Regions from separate parts of the Mus musculus genome. Here region 2 is linked to region 1. Evidence: chromatin contacts called from public Hi-C data. All regions are on one chromosome and are shown on one strand. Each heading gives the region's core, a stretch centred on a gene start, on an enhancer-like site or on the middle of the called end of the contact. The rest is flanking DNA. Distances are from core to core; before and after follow the strand shown. Region 1 overlaps Adgrb1 (adhesion G protein-coupled receptor B1). Region 2 overlaps Gm32994 (a long non-coding RNA gene).

Region 1 (6,221 bases), core at 1,079-3,578:
AGGGGAGGAATGGCTGCTGCCTTACCCAGCTGAGGGTCACCAGGGCCAGACTGTCCAGTTCCAGGTTGTGGGAGGCAGAGAAGGTACCTGTGTGGGCCCAGAGACCCAGCCAGCCAGCCAGCCGGGCTTGGCATGGAAAGAGGGCAGAGCTAGCCTCTGTAAGTTGCCCAGACTGCCATATGGGCCCGCCTCTGCCTGCCTACCTCTCTAGTCAAGTGCCACGTGTGTTAGGAGTACCGTGGGCACCCCACGTGCAGCCCAGGGACAAGTCCTCTCCTCACCTCCCTCCCCAGCTTCCGCTCTGCTCTGAGGCACCTGTGTGTTTCATCTTCCATTCTCTGCCGCGGCCTCGGGTCAGCTTTGTAGACGCTGAAAGGAAGCTGTGGGGGTGCGGCTGACCACACAGCAAGATGGCAGCGGGGCCTAGATTCCAGCTTTTCTCCACTGCTGCCCCCCAATTGTCCCCATCTGAACCCTGGCTGAAAGTAGATCTGATCAGGCCCCTTTCAGCAACCCAGAATCCAGATGGGCCCCAAGCCAGGAAGAGAACTCAGTCTGAGAAGCCATGGAAGAGCTACTCCCAAAGCCCTGGACCACAGGCCTTTCAGCACAAGGGTGAAGGTTGCCCTAGTCAGTAGACTCTTGTACTTTTGACACCCTACCTGTTGAAGGTGAGAGAAAGCCCCCTTCCTCTCTTTCATAAAAATTTGAGTTCTAACATCTGGAAGTGCTTCTCCAAGTCTGACTGAAAGCCACCCTGCTGTGAGAATCAATTGCAGCACACGCAGGCATCCCTTTTTCGCTCTCTTGCTGCTCCCACAGTGGAAGCTGTTGCCACCTGTCCTCTGGGCCTCAGAAACGTGATCTGGGTCATCCAGCCAGGTCCCTATCCTGGACCAGGACTAAGGAATCTGGGACAGTCATACCTGCTCCCTGACTCCCATGTCTTGGCAACAGATCCAGAACTAGGGAAGGAGCTGGACCAGTGAGACCTTTCTGGACAGAGAATAGCAAGGGATCCTAAGAAGAAACCCCATCCTGTGTAGGTGGAGGCCTGCAGCCCTCAGACGGGTCCCAGGGTGGATCTGGATACTGCCCATCTCTCTCTATGCCACTACTGACTTTTCTCCATCATGGGGATTCTATTTTGCTCCTGCCGTGATGCCCAATGATATACATGTCACCACACATGGCCCTGGAGGCAATTCCCTGTCCCATCGCTCTACCTCTAACGACTCCCTGGCCTGATTCAACTTTCTCTACCCCAGGCACATGTCCTGACAGGTCACCCTCATCCCCTGCCTAGCAAGCATATTTGTAGGGTAGGGTATTCAGTACAGACCCCAGGCAAGTAAGGCAGGCAGGAAGGATAAAGGCCCAGTAAGGCTCTGTGGATACCACTCATTTAAACGCTGTCCATGGGAAATGTGTCCATTCCCTGCCTCCCCAGCGCCTGCGCCTGCTGTTCACCTGCCCTAGCAGCTTCTGTCAGGGTGGTTGCCTCCTGTTGGCCTGGCCCTCCAAGGGGACCTGCTGGGATCTACCACCACCATCTGACTTCTGCATCCCAGCGCAGCCTCAGCCCCGCTCTCTACATGACTTCCCAAACCATCCTCTGCCCGAAGAACTTCCCAGTCTCTATCCTCACATAAATCCAAGGTCATATTGCTCCCCACAGAATTACAGGACCACTGGGGACTGACCCCAGCCTTCCAGACCTCAGCCACACTAGCCAAGAACCTTAGCTCTCTGTAGCTCTCCCTAAACCTGGGAGCAGCCACCACTCCCACTGCAGCCTCCAAGCCAGTGTAGCCCCTACATCATTTCATCCTCAGCTCCAAGAGCGGAGTCACAACCCTATCCCCAGGTCCCAGGGATAGTGGAACAAGAAAGACATTCATTACCAACTGCCTGCCTAGCATCCCCCCTACTGGCACCTCCAGTAGTGTCCAAAAGAGGTGGACCCAACAAATTAGGAAGACCCTGAGGGGACATCCCTGCAGCTGGCCACACACGCAGCTTCTGATCTTGCTCTCCACAGAGATTCCTGACCCTACCTAATTCGGAGCTGAGCTACGTGCTAGGCAGTGGGTAGGCAGTAACCTGTACTTGTTCAGAGAACGATAGATTTTTCAGGGCCTGTGTGTTTGAGGAACACGAGGGGACAGTATGCAGAGAGTGCATGGAGCCCACCACCCACCCACTGAGCAAGGGCCCTTACTGCATCGTGATGCCTCCCGTCAGCCCACGAGCAGGTGCTATTATAGGACTGTGCCTGTCGGGGTCCCCTTGGATCTGATGGGCTAATTCACACCCCAGTATGAATGACTCATAGGGTGTCCACCCACAGGGTATAAAACAGCCAGGAGTGGGCACAGTGCACTCCAGTGGGGGATCTTAGGCTCTGGGCAGGGGTGGGACTGAAGCTTCTGCAGTTGAGGGGTTCTCAACTGGGCCTTTAGAACCCCTCACGAGCCAGCCTCTATCTGCACCCCAGAAATCAACTCCCCTGATCCATCTCCATCCCAGGTCCCAGCCTGTTTAGTCACACATCCTCCATCAAGTGTGCCCATTTCCCAGAGCCATCTACCGACTTCTCATTCCACATCAAGATGGCTGCTGCTGCCTCCAGAAGACCTACCCAGATGCGCAAGCTTTGTCTTTTCTTCCCATGAGGGCCTGACCACTATGCCAAGCCTTGGGGCTATTCCACCCTGCTGCTGAGTTGGCACCCTTCCTGTGCTGTTTCTAAGACTCTAGTCCTGGCCTGGCTTTCTGAGATCCAAACACCTGGAGTCTGGTGCCTTTGACTATAAAGATGCGGCCATCCGAGCCCTTTTTTGCACCTCAGATCTGTGCGGGGCCTTTGGGACTTCTCCTGTTCCCCCCGTCCAGACGCCAGTCTCTTCTTCTCTCCTAATTGGTGCCAGACACTGCACTGGGGCTTCTGGTCTCAGGCTGTCCCCCTCTATGCCTAGTGGCTCCTCTCAGGTTACCCAGGCAGGGCACATAGGTCATGGATGTCCGTGGGACAGAGTGGGGAACCTGAAGACAGTGGACAATGGCTTCACAGTCTGGCAAAAATGACCTGCCCTGGAGAACAGGGTCCTACTGACTGCACCTGGCTCAGAAAGGTGCTTGATGCCCAACCTGAGCCCCCTTCTCTCTCCTAGGTTCTTGTCTACGGCTCCTACAGACACATCCACTGGCCTGTCACCTTCCTGCCAGTCAAGAGGCTACTGTCCAGATGCCACAGCCCTCAAACCCTATAGTTTTGATGACATCTGGGCACTGGGCACTTCTGGTATTCCCCTGGGTCCAGATGACCATACCCCATGGCCACCCTAGCCAACCTAACCTCATCTACAATACATCTTTCCAGACTTCCATGTGTAAGCCTTCCTCTCCTACTTGTCCTATCATGTCCATATGGTCACTGTGGCTTAACTCCAAACTTATGCCATGAAGAAGGGAGCTAATGCCCATAGGGGGCCTGCAAATCTTCCCAGAGCCAGTCCCCTCCCACAATACCTATACCTATCACCAAAACATTGAAAAAAACAAGGCCAATAGCATCTGTAGTCAGTGTTTACCACCAGTGACATCCCCACCCCAGCATACTCCACCACCTCTACCACTGCTTTCATGTTATCAAAACCACCTCTATGATTACCACTATATCACCACTACTGTGTCCTCATCCCTCCCCCCATGGCTACCACTACCATCACTGCCATCTCCATAGCCCTTGTCACATCACCATAGCCACCATGGCATCACTACCACCTCCACAACCACCACTGCATCACCTATATGCCTCCCCCTTCACCCCCCCCCATATGGTCACCACATCTCTGATCCCACCTCCATACCCACCACCTCATCACCAACACCATCCCACCTCCATAACCACTGTCACGTCATGATACCACCTCCATAGTCACTGCTGATAGTCCTTTCATGGCCACTACCATGTTCTGAGACATGCCTCCCTCTGTAGCCACCATCATATAACAGCTGTCACCTCCATGGCCAGCCCCACATTGCCAGCATGCCTCTTACATCAAGTCCATCACTCTGCCATCATTAGCATCACATCATCAGGACCTTCAGTCAACCCATGATGACCAATGCCATCGCTAACAGAAGCATTGCTGCTATTATTATCTTGTTATCGACACATCCCTCCACAGCGCCATCACTCCCATCCACAACAACTATCATGATTGATGGGGCATCACTCACCACCAGCAGCAGCCTCAGATTCGCCAGTAGCAGTATTGCAGATCACAGAGCCATAACCACCACCACCCAGCCACCAGCGCCTCTCACGCCACCCCATTCTCCACTGCTCCTACTCAGTGCACTAGCTCCCTCTCAACACAGACATTACCCAGCCTTCCTCCTCCCTCATCACCGCAACCTCAGGCCAGCACTGGCATCACCTATACCAGCACAGACATCATCACCATGTCCACAAGTGCGGTCCGCAGCATGCATCACCAATGCTGGGACCATCTGCACCAGCCAAAGCTCCACAGCGTGGTAGCACTGCCTTGTCCAGCATGCTCTCCTTCATAGGCACCGATGACCCCCTGCTTGCCGTAAGCATGTTACTGCCCTGCCAGCAACATCAGCCTGTCTTGAGGATGGAGATTGTCCCCAAAATCAACAGTCTTCTTCAGCTTGATACACCCAGCACAGTGCTGATGCATGCTCCTCCCTCTGGAGCCTCAGTGTGCTCCCTGACAGGCCAGGGCAGTAAGAGCAGAGACAGACAGACAGACAGACAGACAGACAGACAGCCTTCATGATTGCCTTTGCCACTACCACCTTCCTTGATGCACCTCACTGTTCCTCTGATCCAGCAGACCTGGTCACCTCCATCATTCTGACACTTCCAGGCAAGGGCCAGGAGCAGGCTCCTACACCACTCAATCCTCCCAGCTAACTGTAAAGTGCTTCCAGTGTGTCTTCCTTTCTGTGTGTCCTGTAATCTGAGAACAGGACCCACACCAATTCTACTTCTCCTAAGTCATGTCTGAGGCCAGAGAGCCTACCTAGTCTCCACATCTAAAAAGAGGTATGGTGATTATAAAACACACACACACACACACACACACACACACACACCACAACCACCACCACCACCACCACCACCACCACCACCACCACCACCACCAGCCAGGCCTGGGCAGCCACATCCCCGCCCCGTATGTTCTCTGCCCCATTCCCTACCTCCCTCTCTTTGGACCTCTCCTTTCATCTCCACCAACTCCAATTGCACTCTGCTGGGCTTCTGTGCACCCTGTGCTGTGGCCTTGGACTCCCACACCTCCCTGCCATGGTGCACTCCAGCCAACCAGCATGCCCCACTGGCCTATGGGATAGCACTGTGTCTATGAGGCTTCTGACATCATCAACCAGGACAATAGCCCATTTCATAGGTGGAGAAAACAAGGCTCAACATGACAGAAGCTTGCCCATGTAATCAGGTAGTCAGGCAAAGGCCTCTGGACAGGTACAGGCCAGGGTTCATTTGCAGTGGGCATTAGGAGCCCACATGCCCCACTGGCTCAGCCTTGGGAGTGGATGAGAATGTTGCAGACAAAAGCCCAGCACTCTGGGACAAGGTGGGAACCTGTAGGACAAGTGGATCCCTGGAGTGGCAAAGGATGATGGGAAAGTCCTTCAATCCCACCCCCTAACTCAAATCCTCCATCCACTCTGAAGCTCCTCTCTGTCATGCATCAAAGAAAGCAACTGTGGGCAGAGTATCAAGGTAAGGCTTCTTGTAGAACAAAACAAAACAAAACAAAACAAAACAAAACAAAACAAAACAAAAAGCTCACTCTTGTAATCCCAGCTGAGGCAGAAGAAGTGCCATGAGTTCCAGGCCACCTGAGTTAGTGAATGTGATCCTGTCTCCATGAGGAAGGAAAGAAAAGAGAGGAGACAAAGGAATGTGAGGGCGGTAAGGAAGAAGGCAAGTCAGGCAGGGGCAGCTTGGTGGGGACAGCGCCACCTCACTAGCCTGAGGAACCTACAGAGTCCTGAAAGTAAGTCTTCCTGCCCCATCACAGAGTTGGGAACTGAAGCCCGGGCTTGCATAGCCAGTGTGGGCAGAATCAAGCACTCTGTAGCTGGAAAAGGTTGGATTATGGGATCCCAAACATCTGCAGCCCTCAGGGAAGGACTCAGCTGGTACCCAGGAGCATCCT
Region 2 (5,781 bases), core at 1,810-4,309, 130 kb before region 1:
TTCTGAAGACGAAGACAGGTTTCACCAAATAGGCAATAATCTATTTCAAGGTATGCAATCAAAGTTTCTTCAATGTCTCCCTCATTTTGAGCCCATTTCATTTGTGACCTATTTGGAGCAAGGGTCTGACATCATTATCATAGGTCTTTCCTCAACACAGAATCAACCGATGCTTCCTCTGTGGCTTTGGGGATCTTCCATGTCACTAGGAAGCTCTGAGCATTGTGTTTCTTAAACAACTTTTTCAGGCGCTAATTTCTTTGAGATGCAGGAGGACTGGCATTGAGAAAGAAACTCATCTCATCTATGCAAGGAAGAATTGCAAACCTGTGCTCCTTTGTTTGAGGCACTTGAGATAGACCCTCAAGAAACTTTCACTGATGTAAACAATAACATGTCCCCCAAATACCATGGTAAAAGATGTGACAGGAACAAAGGTTCATGGGACAAAACTGTTTCACTTGAGTTTCAGAGTGGACTGGAGGTCTTGTAACAACTGTAGGCCGGGGGAAGTATTGCAATGCTAAGAAACAGGATGCGCAGTGGGTTGAGAAGGACACAAAATGGTGTGAGTTCTGAACTTTTCCATGTCGCAGGCACGCAACCTTCTGAACAGCATTTAAATCACCGTATTTCCTTTTTAATGTGCAGAGAAGAATGGTGGTAAATTTACTTATACAGCACACAGCTCAGTACTGAACAAATGCACACTAGTGTCAATAATTGTAACTTGTATGGATTTTGAAGCCAACAATATTATTTTATAAAATCACTTAGTTTTGCTTTAATTGTACAAATGGATAGTCATTACTTGGCAGGGAGGCAATGGAATGTTCTTGGTGTAAATTGTTTCATACATCTAATAAATGATGTCATATGCACACTAATTTCCCATTAAAAAGGACATTAAATTAGGAATATATATGTTTACATAAACGCACACACATAACATGTGCACTTGTTCTCGCAAGATACTAAAGACTATTAACAAATAAACATTTCTACACAAACAGCCAAGGAATTTGAATGGTAAAATATATTAAATTAATATATTTAATTGTTTAAACCATTTAACCATTTCTCTGTCATCTTAGAACAGGACTAATACATGGGGTTAAATGGGATTCTGAAGTCATCATTGAAGTATTAAAGCAAGGCACTGGTCACATCTTAAAGGATGCGTTTGGATCACTGCACTATGCTCAGGCAGGAAAATCACATAAGAATGGTAATTATCACAGAATTTAGGTACAGAATAATTACAACAGTTGTACTTTATACCAGGTGAGAGTTTATTGTTTAAATATTTTTGGAATAAGTGTTTGACTCAGCTTTTTTGCCAAGGAGCAAGCAAAGGGAAAGATACATGAGAAGTAGCAATGCACAGCATAGATATTTTAGGGCTGATTCATAGTGAGTCAGGGAATCAGTGCCAAGGACCTGAACATATTGGGAAGTGTTCCACCATTGAGTTGCCCACTAGCTTCTCTTTATGAAGCTTTAAGATCTTTGTCCTTGGGAGATCCAGCAGGCTACATTTCATTCCAAGAAGAGCCCCATGCGTGGTTAGAGTTGGTGTCATGCTATCATTTTTATTATTATGGTTTTTGAATCTCAAAATGTACAGCTCCCCAGAAAATCCTATTGCTTTCCCCTTAGAAACATTACATCCATTCTATTCCTTGTGTGTCCAGAAGAGTAAAAGGTTCTCTAAGTCCAAAGAAGCCAAATGTCTGGTGGATGTGGCAGACCTGAGGAAAGCCTTGCCATCGTTTGTTCATGGTGACTTGGTACCATAAAGCCCGTCCTTCAGCCCAGTGGGGAGTACCCATCAGGGCCTATTGTGTTTATCACAATAGCCATGAGCCTTGAAAGCTGGCAGTCCACATGCCCATGAGTTTGTAAACTCAAGATTGCTTCCATTATAACACTACCGTGCTCTGGCAGCCCAGACTCTTAAGACTGGCCCACAGCCGTTGCTAGGCATCGGAATCTCATCGCCTATTTAAAGCATTTCAGTATCCTAGAAGACCATCACAGAGAGTTACTTTGTAGGAGTCTCTCTTTTCTGCCATCAAATTGATTTGTGAATATACTAAATATTGGGTGCAAACAAATTGCAGAAAGGCCAAGGATGCTTTCCCTCTTTCACAGTAATCTGTACACTGGGTCCTTTACATCAGCCTCCGTAGTACAATCTGTGGTTGTGACAGATCTCGGTCACCTTTCTCAGGGAAGGTGCTGGGACGTGATTGGCCTAACAGGTGCTTTTCCATATTAAGGAATGTTTCTCAAGACATTTGAGTCTGTGCATCAGGAATCCAGAATGCTTTCCAACTCTGCCTCAGCAGGAAGACAATGAGTACAATCCTCTGAATCTAAATGTTACCAGCTCCATTTAACAGCTAAACCCTACCACATCTCATCAGTGTGCTTATGCATGTGTGAGAAATGATTTTATCTTCTTTTGGGGATAAGCATGTAGACTCAGGATCATCATGGGGAAAAACTAGCTAGCTCAGTGTTTCCTTGTTGACTAAAGGAAGACCAGCCAGGGATCCAACCCACGTCTTGGAATTCATTACTGTTTTCACCTTGGGCTGACTCTTCAATTCAGTAATAACACTTTCTGATATCTGTAGCATTTAATAATAGGCCCATTCAAAACTTACAAGATAGTTTTCATTTGAGATTCTAATCAGTTCAAGATTGAGAAGCAAATTATACACCGTTTTACCATTTCTGGGCATATTTCTATGTCATAGCAGCCCAGCAAATTGAAGGAGCAAAATCCAGAGATTTGGAAGCCTAAGTCTGGAGCCTAAGAGAAACTGTTGTGGAGCAAGAAGACTTAAGACTCCTTCTAAAATCAGGGCATTTTCCATCCTGTCAAGATAACTAGATTTTTTAAAAAGGGTTACTTATTATCTATACAGTGTTCTGCCTGCGTGTATGCCTGCATACCAGAAGAGGGCACCAGATCTCATTAGAGAGGTTATGAGCCACTATGTGGTTGTTGGGAATTGAATTCAGGACCTTTAGAAGAGCAGCCAGTGCTCTTAACCTCTGTGCCCTCTCTCCAGCCCAATCTGGGCGGTTTGAACTGTATTGCCCTTGACCCAATGCCATTTCGCTTTGTTTTTTCCTTATTCAATGAGGAACATTGTAAAAGGCTTTAGGGCTCATAAATGTGAAGATGATGGCAACATTTCCTCAGAAAAATCTCTGATACTGTTTGAAATACTCTTGTGAATTTAATATATTGATAAATGTTTTCCCAACAGTATTAAAAATAATAGCTTTTTCTGCGACCATTCTGTACGTGGCAGAGAGAGTATTGTCTGGGAGCATGAGAATATGTTAATTGCAGGAGAACTAAGTGTGGCCGAGGTGAGTCTTCTTGCAGTTTTATGCTCCACAGTCCTTCCTTAGACGAGAAAGTTTAAAGTAAGAAAGGTTTGATTCTCAAAGTGTAATATAAAAATTTTAAAAATACAATTTTAATTGAACTATGATTGTGTCGCTTCTCCTATTTTCTTTCTTCACTTGAGCCCCATCTCAGCCACTTAAAAAACACTATTACACCCAGAGTTATTCAAGGAATTGATTATATAAGAAAGCATGTATTGTTTAAAAGTTTATCACCCTTGCACTCCAAATTTTACATATTTGCATATGTAATTTTAAATTAGCATGTTGGGATGACAAGTCGAGTCTGCTCCTGTCCTGCTCAATCTCTGCATATATTAGTGTATTAAAAATAGATTTTCTGTTTGGGCCTGAAAACCCCTGGAATCTCAGTCTCTTGTCCCTGGGCCATCATCTAACACTCTTTTGCTTCTTCCACTATCTTTCTTCTGTTCTGTAACTGACTCAGGACATTTTACAATGAGGGCACTCCTTTCCAGACCTTTCACAATGGGGACATTCTTTTGTTAATGTGCTGCCTAGCACCGGGGTTTGGCCTGTGCACCTGAGCAAATACCGTCTGAGGGTTTCAGCTTTATAAATCCTCCATTTCCCAAGAGTAAACGAGACTTGAACAGAATTTTTGTCTTGCCTCCTTCCTCAGCGTCTTCTGATCCCAAAATTTGTCATTGTAGCTCCCTTCCCACGAGAAACCTGTTGTTTAAGTCCTGCAGGTTGGGGCAATTTTCTAAAGATCTTAGCATGTGGTGTATTCCCACGGTATTCATAGCATACCACATAGTACTATATTTTTTGTGTGTATGTGTGTGTTGCCTGCCTTTATGCATATGTGCTTGCCTGATGTTCATGGGGCTCAGAAGGACACATTGTGGGTCCTGGAACTGCCATTATCTGTGGTTGTGAACCAACATGTGTGTGCTGGGATGGAATCTCTACCCTGACCCTCTGTGTGAACAACACGGAGGCCTTAACTGCTGAGCCATCTCATCTCTACTACTCCTCACACTGTACTTTTTCGAAACATGCATTTTGATTCATATTTACCACCACTGGATTGCAGTAAGTGAATATGAATACCTTCTATAGCCGTCAACGAAAACGTGATTTGTATCAGTCCAACCAGATACACTATTCAATCATTTTATGATTTCTTTTTCCTAAGGAATTTAAATAATTTTCGCTTTTGTACCTTAAAACTCTTCCATTTTGGCCACTGCAGCCATACTGTGTTACTAAGACATTTACTTACATGGTGATTGCTTCTTTCTCTGACATATGGTAGTGGTAGAGTTTCTAAATATATAACTAGAAATTAGTGTTTTTTTAACAGTTTGAGGGATTGAATGCAAGGTTCCATGCTTGTGAGGAAGGTACTCCATTCAACTGCTACACTTCCAAGTCTGCCTTTCCTTTTGTCTTTGTTAATCAGCACAGTGATATGGCAAAGGGTTTTCGTGTTGTAAAATCACTATGTCTTCAGACATCTGCTTTATAAAAGGAAGGCTGGAGGGAAGAGGTAGTGCGGATTACTGGTCAGCATTGGTGGGGTCATTCTGCTCTGTGGTTCCATATAGACTGATGAGCATGGAAAGGCAGCCTTAAGGGGTCATACTTCAAACCTGCAGTCACGTCTATCACATAAGAGGTTATACTTCAAACCTGAAGTCAACTCTATCACATAAGAGGTTATACTTCAAACCCGCAGTCAACTCTATCACAGGATTTCTACCATGAGCAACAACACTAGAATGAAATACTATGAGTGAATGAAAATCGCCCTCTTCTTTTGAGGAAAAGAAGATGAAACCCTTTTATCCATGCCTCCTTTAAATTCTCTTTTTGTTGTGTGTGATTGCTTTCTGTGTTACTAAGTATTGAACTTGAAGCTACAACAAGAGGATGCTTAATCATTGATCCCCAATCCTAACTCATCTTTTATCTTATTCTTTCTCATCGGTAATGCCATTAGGGTCACAGTTTTATAGTAAATGAAAAACAAATTAAAAAGTGGCATATATACACATATCGCAAGCACATATCTTCATATGTGTATATAATTTCACATCAGAAAATTCATCCCTCGCAGCCACCTTCTCCAACCTCACAGCCCCTGTCTTCTCTATATGAGCAAGTACAGAGTGGACTCTTCTCTCATGGCTGTGATCTTACCAGTGGTTATTTCCAAGGGGGGACAAAGAAAGCAAGCGAGTTTCTACTCTGTTTGCATTGCAGGTAAGAATGAGAATTACAGTCGTACTTACAAGAGCTCATCATCACCTAACCCGAGAAGAGCAGGGAGGGTGAGAAGCACTGATTTCACCTCCTCTCTTTGCTCTGATGCCTTGCAAGTTG

What was found. Hi-C and Micro-C count contacts between places; a contact is called where the count stands out from the background.
Region 2: a contact with region 1 is called in a Hi-C map of cortical neurons, with 2.1 times the contacts expected there. The contact joins two enhancer-like sites. A contact is called at or near these places in 1 of 39 promoter capture datasets (cranial neural crest), 1 of 484 Hi-C or Micro-C datasets (cortical neurons) and 6 of 115 datasets of contacts at active chromatin or transcription factors (acute myeloid leukemia, embryonic stem cells and pancreatic cancer cells).

What each region holds. Positions count from the first base shown.
Region 1 is chr15:74,555,143-74,561,363 of GRCm38.p6, reverse strand. All of the region lies in intron 17 of Adgrb1 (adhesion G protein-coupled receptor B1), which reads right to left. Among named protein-coding and RNA genes, the nearest start is that of Adgrb1, 42 kb to the right of the region's middle. Within about 2 kb of position 2,328, at least 5 of the 459 cell types and tissues checked have an H3K27ac peak or open chromatin away from gene starts, as enhancers often do. A contact at or near this core is called in cortical neurons, where this site is marked.
Region 2 is chr15:74,689,684-74,695,464 of GRCm38.p6, reverse strand. The region is part of intron 3 of Gm32994 (a long non-coding RNA gene); the gene reads right to left. Among named protein-coding and RNA genes, the nearest start is that of 4933427E11Rik, 17 kb to the left of the region's middle. Within about 2 kb of position 3,059, at least 7 of the 459 cell types and tissues checked have an H3K27ac peak or open chromatin away from gene starts, as enhancers often do. A contact at or near this core is called in cortical neurons, where this site is marked.